Regions from separate parts of the Oryctolagus cuniculus genome. Here region 2 is linked to region 1. The links are chromatin contacts, called in public Hi-C maps. All regions are on one chromosome and are shown on one strand. Each heading gives the region's core, a stretch centred on a gene start, on an enhancer-like site or on the middle of the called end of the contact. The rest is flanking DNA. Distances are from core to core; before and after follow the strand shown.

Evidence for each region. A called contact is a pair of places that touch in the nucleus more often than the background predicts.
Region 2: a Hi-C map of skin fibroblasts shows a contact between it and region 1, with 2.4 times the contacts expected there. The contact joins the promoter of SGK1 here to the enhancer-like site in region 1. A contact is called at or near these places in 2 of 6 Hi-C or Micro-C datasets (ear pinna and skin fibroblasts).

Annotation. Positions count from the first base shown.
Region 1 is chr5:34,561,820-34,566,090 of mOryCun1.1, reverse strand. It overlaps LOC108177476 (a long non-coding RNA gene), which reads right to left. Exons shown (of 4, transcript XR_007922822.2): 2 at 4,041-4,107; 3 at 2,477-2,723. Among named protein-coding and RNA genes, the nearest start is that of SGK1, 130 kb to the left of the region's middle. Within about 2 kb of position 2,545, at least 2 of the 8 cell types and tissues checked have an H3K27ac peak or open chromatin away from gene starts, as enhancers often do. A contact at or near this core is called in ear pinna, where this site is marked.
Region 2 is chr5:34,691,924-34,696,194 of mOryCun1.1, reverse strand. SGK1 (serum/glucocorticoid regulated kinase 1) reads right to left here and starts at 2,515. Exons shown (of 12, transcript NM_001082056.1): 1 at 2,396-2,515; 2 at 2,193-2,268; 3 at 1,740-1,815; 4 at 1,261-1,365; 5 at 1,065-1,148; 6 at 816-947; 7 at 485-597; 8 at 41-164. The coding sequence starts at 2,471.

The sequences.
Region 1 (4,271 bases), core at 1,296-3,795:
ATTGGACAAAGTGGGCTTTGTGGTCCAGAGAAAATAAATCCTCAAGCAAGGGAATGCAGATGTGGATACACAGGCATTTGGAAGGGTGGTTGGCATGCACTGATATAGTCAGGGTGAGGGCCATGGACACTGCTGCCATGTTCTGGGACCGGGGAATCTCTGGCCCAAGGGCCGTAGAAGGCCAGTGAAATCACTGGTCTCACCTTGCGAAGTAACCACAGGCAGGACTCAAAATGCAATCAATCTATAGCAGGCTAACTTTTAAGTTGTTAATTTTGTGTGTCCTGCAAATGATGTTATAAATACCCAAGTGACCTTTGGTAAAAAAAAAAAAAAAAAAAAAAAGAAAAAAGAAAAAAAAAAGTTCCCCACTCCTTTAAGGGCCTAGTTTTGAGACCCTACACCACACCACACTGGCTGGACCAGCAAATGAAAGATTCTCTGTGGCAATGATAGAGCCGCCTAATCCATGGAGCCCTCCAGAACTCTGAGCCACGGCCTTGGCAACACCCTAAGCTCCAGGCCTACTTCTCTTTAATCACAGCACACATGTCCCATAACTCTTTCTTTCACTCTGGAGTCTTGATACTGAAGGAAAATTGCCATTTAGAGCAGCTTATTAATTTGAAAGTGTCAAGTTTAACTAGGGAAATAAATGAGATTCTACAAAATGAAAGCTTCATGAGGTATTGAACAAAGTCAAGCACTTAGTTTAAAATAGCTGGATCAATCAAGGTAAAGTCATCTGACTTGGAATTTGGAGGCAATCTGACTCGTTGAATTTTTCCAGAAATGAACAGGTCATAAGTTTGAGGAATCATAGCTAATGATTTGGGGGGCTAAAGACTTCACTGCAGGGGCTGGCATAGTGGTACAGTGGGTTCAGCCACCACCTGGGATGTTGACATCCCATATGTGCACTGGTTTAAGTCCCAGCTGCTTCTGATCTAGCTCCCTGCTAATGCACCTGGGAAGGCAGCTGAAGATGGTCCAAGAAGATGGTCCTGCCACCCATGTAGGAGACCCAGGTGGAGCTCCAGGCTCCTGGCTTAGACCTGGCCCATCTCTGGCCATTCTAACAATTTAGGGAGTGAACCAGCAGATGGAAGCCCTCTGTTTCTCTGCCTATCCCTCTCTCTAATTCTGCCTTTCAAATAAATAAATAAATAAATCTTTTTAAAAAAAGTTCACAGTAAGTTTATATTGAAAACCATGGTTCTCATGAGAGGCTATGGAACAAAGCATGGAAGAGGTTCTGGTCCTTGCCTTCTGTCCTCATCAGGAATTGATTACAGAGGGCATAGTGGATTTAAATGTCCACAGCCTAGTTCAGCTACTCAAGGATTTCATAGTCAGGAGAACAGCTGTCCAAAGAAGGGCATGCTAGCAAGCTGTGTGACCGTGGGATAGTCTGTCAGCCTCTCTGGGCCCCAGTTTCATTGGAAAGACCTTAATGGGCAAGATCAGTGGTTGTCAACATTGGTTGACCATTAGAAGTCCTTTGGGAAACTTAGAGAGACCAATGACCACGGCAGCTAAGCCACTGCTGGGGGTAGGGCCCAGGCATCTGTTTTTCACAAAGGTTTCCAGGAGAGCCTAAAGGATAGCCCAGGTTGGAAACCATTGGTGATCATCTTCCTGTTTTGCTTAGTCTGAAACTCCCACTTGCTTTCTGAAGAGTGCTGCTGTCTGTTAACTCATGGAAGGCAGGAGGTAGGAGCTGAAAAGTATGCTCCCTTTTCTTGGACTGGAGCAAACATAGCGTGAGGGCAGGGGAGCTGTGGGTTAGGTGACCACACGCTAGCCAGCATGTGGACTCTGAGTGGTGATCTGACCTCAATGGGATGCATTGAACACTCTTTTCAGAAATAACAGGTGCCCACATTTTTTCCCCAGAGAACACACATGCATAGTGCCAACAACTAATTATCATCCCGAGCAAACAAAAACCGTGAGGAAGAGCAGAGGCGGGCTGGCAGCACCACTGAGTTGTACAGATCGTGACTCAGTCTTGTTCTAGGCTGAGGCATCGCCACAGCATCTCTCAGAGAGCTACCCGGTGGCTATTTGCAAAGGGAAGAAGACAACTTACTTTGGAGCTCAAATCCAATCTCCCACATCCACTGGCTGGCTCTGGACCGCACCTCCCAGTGAACTTGCCCTCAGGAGCAGAGAAGGGTTGGCTTCCACACCCCTGTTCTGGCTTGTTCTCTGGACCAACCACCTCTGCTCTTACGTAGGAAGCAATTATGGGATGAGCTTAGAAGCTGGCGTCTTTCCTTTAAAGTAAAAGCCAGAAGCTTATATTTTGCTAGTGCCAGTCTCCTATGAAAATAACTCTTATTAGTGATGCCATAGGTACCACTGAAATCATTTCAGCTTGGAGCCCTCTCCATTTTCTTCCAAGGCCCTTTTCCTGACACACGGCTGACAAACCTGCTCCCTACGCACGCCAACACCAACATAATGAGCTCACCTTGGAGGAGTCTGTGTTTCTCCCGAGTCTGACTTGTTCTTCGGAGGATGCCGAGGGGATGACCTGGAGGCCTGGGCAAATTGCTTGTGCTTTTCTTTGCTGGTTGGAAAGCCAGCACTGCTCTAGCTAATGGAATGCCTGCAAAGGGCCCCAGGAACTCCATTTCTTTTGCTTTCCTGCTGACACGTCTCCAACTTCATCCTCCGCAGGCAGGTCTTGTTTGAAAGAACTTGAAAAAGTGTAGTGACTGTTGGGATCACAGGACTGAATTAGCTGCTTGATTACAAAGGAGACAGGACCTGGGTCTGCCCAGTGAAGACTCGGGAGAATGACATAAGTCCTGAAACTAACTTCATAGTGCGTGCAGGTATCGAGGGCACTAAAACGTGAGAGTGGAATTTTTCCAGTTAGATGTACATTTTCACTTAAATTGTATTACTGTTTTATCTGCAAAGCAACATATATGCTCTTAGGGGAAGTGTAGAAAATGCAGGGAGGGTTTGGAAATCATTGTATTCTTAAAACAATTCCAAAACAATCAGTGTTACAGCCGACCGCATTTTCTCCTGGTCTTTTCTCCTCCTCTATCTTGCATTATAGTAACATGTTGTGTATGTGTATGGATATGTGGTTAATGGGCGTGCTAACCTTTAGGAGGCTTTAATTTTTGCATCTTTACACACTGACTAATAATTTGTACCTGTCGCATGGCATTGTGAGTATCAAACAGGTTAATACAAAGAATAGTTAGAACATGCCTGTTACATAGTTTGCATTCTCTAAAAGCTGACTACTGTTGTGTAACTGTGTGTCCTGCTTTTTCTATGTAACATATGATGGTGTTTTATCATATCAGTGTACACTCCTCACAAAATGTCTTTTTGGATGGCTGTATAATAACACTGATATAAAACTATTTTTTATCAGATGAAATGATATGTCTTATTTCATTCCATATAGAGGCATTTGAGTTTTTCCCCCATGTCAGGTATCCTAACCAAAGTGTCATGTAGTAAGAAGAAAGGTTCTTTGAAGGAATTGGCAAATAAAATGCAAAAGCCCCAGTAGAATTTGAATTTCAGATCAAAAGAACACTTTTAGTGTCAGTATATTACATGGGATGTACTTTTATTAAAATATTAGTTGTTGATTATCTGAAATTCAATTTAACTCGGTTCCACTATTTTTATTTACTATATTTGGCAGCCTTCTGAGTGAGATGAGGAAAAGGCAGCAGGTATGTTCACCTTGCCCAATTGTTAATACTATTTTTCAAAAAGGAAAATAGCTTGAATTTGTTATTAACAATCCACCACTTGGTTATAGTTAAGCAGAAAAGAAAACTTAGAATAGTAAATAAAAATGAGGGAAAGAGAGAAAGAAAGAGAAGGAAGGAAGGAAGGGAGGGAGGGAGGGAGGGAGGAAGTATAGGCATGGGGAATTCAGTCTCAAAGTAAGTAGAAGTAACCATATGAGGGGGTCCTAAAGAAATTTATGTAAAATTCATATTATGAAAAAACTATGCACTGATTTTTTTAAAAAGTTGGCACCCAAATAAACTTACCTTTAATTCCATTTTCTTGCCAAGTTTCTGCAGTAGTCTTGTATTGCACCAAAGTTATTTAAGATCTCTAAAACAAAGGGAGGTATTTCTGAGTAGCTATCCATTTTATGTTTTGAAAGCACTACAGGAAATTTGTCCTGCTTGTGTAGGTGATCATCAACAGTGTGTTTTACAGGGCTGCCACAGACTTTTGACTTTTCAGCTAGAATATGACAATTGGCAGCAAACACC
Region 2 (4,271 bases), core at 1,266-3,765, 130 kb before region 1:
ACTAGTCTCTCCTGGACGGACTGAGCAAGCGAGCGCCTACCTCGGGTGTGCCGCAGAAGGTGGACGTCGTGCCGTTGTGTTCAATGTTCTCCTTGCACAGCCCAAAGTCAGTCAGGACGATGTGTCCCTGTGAATCTAGTAGAATATTCTCCGGCTTCAAGTCTCTGTAAAAAATGAACAGAGGAGTAGTTGCTGATGTTAATTTCAGTTCATAACAAGTCCTCTGTGAAGCTAACTGCTAAGGGCATTAGGTATTTTAAATTCACTGCAGTTGTGCAGTGAATAAAAAAAGGGAGTCCTTGTTCTGCTGATCTAGTCTGGATTAGGGACAATCCCAGTTGGCCAGTTCCCTAGTGGCATGGAGTCAAGGCAGCTCACGTGCTGGGGGATCTGGTTTTAGGGGACCAGGTGCACGCACACACACTCTCTCACACAATCTTAAGGCTCCCTCAAGCAGGAGGGCTACCAGGGCTCTTTGGCTCACCTATAAACGATGTTCAGAGAGTGCAGGTAACCCAAGGCACTGGCTATCTCAGCAGCATAGAAACGAGCCCGTGGTTCCAGGAAGCAGCGCTCCCTCTGGAGATGGTAGAACAACTGCAGGAGACAGGACAAAGTTAGTCTGGGCTGCCAAAACACTTCACTAGTGACATATATAGCTAACGAAAACAATCGCAGGAAGTAGCCCTAGGTAATCTATTAACTATTTGAAGCCCGGCAACTTTTACCCCCTAAAGACCTTCGAAAACTTCCTTTTTAGACTAAAAAACCAAGCAGGCTGTGCAGAGACCGGCCCCTGCTCCCCACTCGCTCACCTCTCCACCGTTAATGTAGTCTAGGACAAAGTACAGCTTGTCGGCCGTCTGGAAGGAGAAGTGCAGGCCCACCAGGAAAGGGTGTTTCACGTTCTTCAGCAGCACGTTCCGCTCAGACATAATATGCTTCTCCTAGGAGGATGACAACCCAGACTGAGCGACAAACTTCAACTTGGCACCCACTCCCAAGGCAAAGCTGATTCAGTGAGCGTCCACTCACAGCTCCAACCCACCAGCCCCTTCTCCTACCTCCTTCTTTTTCAGGATTGCTTTTTTCTGCAACACCTTGACTGCATAGAAGGCTTCCTCTGCTTTGTGTCTCGCTAGTAGAACCTGAAATTGCAATAAGAAAAAAAAAAATCATCCTTTTTGGGTCCTCATCCAGGGAGAGTGTAAAATGAACACATACGAGAGTATATACAAAGGTCTCCGGATCTGAAATTACCTTTCCAAAACTGCCCTTTCCAATCACTTTTAGGAAGTGAAAGTCTGATGGTTTAGCATGAGGGTTTGATGATGGGCCAAGGTTGATTTGTTGAGATGGACTTGGCTGAAAAATAAAACATTCTCCTTTAGTGTCACCGCTTTCAAAGGCAGACGTCCACAATAAAGCATAAAAGCTGGATGCAAGTCCCATACGTCTATCAACGCACTCAAAACTATTTTTCAACCACACCATGTCATTATTTCAAGTGAGTATGGAGATTAAACGGATAAAACTTTTATGAAATATGCCTTCAGACAATACTCCACTGACTCAATACTTAACTAGTTATGTCACCTGTTATGTCCTTAACTAATGAGACATTCCTGCCTTCATACTAATTTCCAGAAATGCTATTTTAATCCATCAATGTAGGGATACTAGGTGACTCACTTAACAATTCTCCCCCATAGATGCTTCACAAACGGAACGATACTCACCGGAGGCGAAGGGTTGGCGTTCATAAGCTCGGGCTCCTGAGGTTGGGAGATTTTCAAAATGGACTGAACTTCAGTGCTGCAGAGGAAAAAAAAACACACACACGTTGGAGCCTCCTCGCGCCCCACTAGGGGGCACAGCAACACCACCAGTTGAGTTTCTGGCTCGAAGTTTCCCCGGAGAATCCAGGACTTCAACTGCAAACACCCAAAATCATCTACTGGGCCCTTTGAAGCCAACAGTGAGCCCAGCTGTGTACAGAAATTGAGGTGGTTTTTCACGCGGAGGGCGGGCGACAAGGAGGCAAGCCCGTCTCCGTGTTAAAAACGTCTCAAGTAAACCAGGATTTGAGGAGAAATGAGATCTCCACCCCGACGTAACCCAGCGAGGGGAGACGACTCTGCTACCCTGCCGGCGCTACTGACTTTAATTCCCGCAATCCCACCCGAACTTACTGCTTGCACGCATAGGAATTATTAGCGATCTTCTGAATAAAGTCGTTCAGGCCCATCCTCCTCTGCTTCATGAACGCTGTGAATGAAAGAGGAGAAATAAACGAATGCTCAGATGGCTTCGTAACGTCCGCCGCCACACACACTCCGTGATCCGCGACCTTCCGAAAACTCGCACCGCGCGGCGGCCTGACTCCTGCACTCACCGATGAGGATGGCCACCATGCCCCTCATCCTGGAGTAAGTGAGGGGGCCCCTAGCAGCCTCGGTTTTCACGGTCATCGCCACGGTGAGACCACAGCGAGTCGTTGGGAATGAGAGACCGGCTCAGCCAACTCTGCGCTCGGGCCGCGCGCCCGGCTTTATAAAGGCTGCGCCGGCAGGGGAGGGGCCCGACCGGCGACAAAGGAGCGGCGCGGCCCCGCCCCCCAGCGCAGGCCCCGCCCCCGGCCGCCGCGCCGCGTCCCGGCGGGACGGCAGCCCGCGGCGGGCGGTTCTGTCCCCAGCCTGAGGGCGAGCCGCGGGCGGAGGTGGGGGACTCGGGAGCCGCCCGGGGAGGGCAGTTTCGCCAGTGTTCGGCGCCCCGGGGCGCGGGCGGAGGTGGCGGGAAAGGATGCGGAGTAATTTTCCATTTTTCTCATTTATTCCGTTCGGCGAGGAAGTCAGGGTAGCAGCGCCGAGCTGCCTTCCGGACGCAGCCCGGCGGGCCGGCGGCCCTGCGCGAGCCCACACCCTCCCCCGCAGTTGCACTCTCTCGGCGATAGATAGCCCGGGACCCCCGCCCCGGCGCCCCCCGGTTTCCTCCCCGCCGAGGCCGGGCGGAGCGTGCGACCGCCCGGGAGTTCTCTCAGGCGCAGGCGTCTCAGCGCGCCCTCATCTGCAGGGTCAGCGCGGGGCCGGAGCTCCCGGGCCGGTCCTCCCCGCTCCCGCCGCCCGGTCACGCCGCTCTCCGTCCACCCCCCACCCCTTCTCCCGAGCCCGAGAACCGGGCCGGAGCCATGCGCCCGCGCGCACCGGAGGAGCCAAGTCCCCGCGGGGGCCGAGGCGCGCTTACCCAGTCCGCTCAGCAGGAAAGACTCGCTCCTTTTCTGCGCCTCGGCCCTCTTTTTGTGGCGGGGCCGGAGCAAGGACTCGAGCCGGGCCCTGGCGAGCGCTCCCTGCATCTCCCCCATGGGCAGCGGGCGGCGGGCGAGAGCGACCGGAGAGCACTGACGTTTCCTTGAAGGAGCCGCCGTGACTCAGGCCGGGCAAGATTTCCTGCCCGGGTCCCAAAACAAACAAATGGCCCTTGTGCACGGCCGAGCCGCTTCCGAAAACGCCTTTTTTGTGCTTTTGGCCAAAACCAAGCAAGGCTGGAAAAAAAAAAATCCCAGAACTTGGAAGAGGAGGAAGGAAGGAAAGAAGGAGGGAAAAGGGGGGGGAGGGGAGTCAGGAATGTGTAGGGGAGGGGGCGGAAGCAAAATTCGGCTCTGCATTGAAGACAAAGTGCAATCTGCAGCCCCCCCCCACCCCTTTTGTAATTTCTAGAGAACATTCTGTCCGTTTTGCGTGCACTTTTTTTCCCCCTTGCATTTTAATCCGCGCCACGCCGAGAACACGTGAGGAGGCCGGTGAGGGCGGCGGCGGCGGCGGCGCGGACCTGGCGTGACCCGGGCGGCAGAGGGCGGCGGCGGCGCCCGGCCCGCGCCCGCTGCTCTGCCGCCTCAGAACTCCGCAAGGTCAACGCTACCCTGTCTTAGAATCCCTTCGTTTGCCCTCCTCGTCCCTGCCGCCCGCAGAGTCGCCTGCGTTGGGCTGTTTCCCGCAAAGTGGCGTCTCCTGCACCCCCACAGGGACGAGCCGGTGACGGCGCTCCGGCGCGCGGACCGGGGCTGGAGGCTGCCCGCGGCGGCCGGGCTGTGCAGGCGGCGAGGCCGCTGCCTTCCAGTAACCCCGTCGCTGGGAGCCGCCGGGGCGCTGCAGCCCAACCGCGGGCGCGGGGACGCGCGCCAGCGCTGGCCGGGGGGTGTCTCTGGCTCAGACCTGGCCGGGAGCGGCAGAGACGGCTGCAAGTTCCCCCTCTTCGCTGGGCCGGGTACCTGG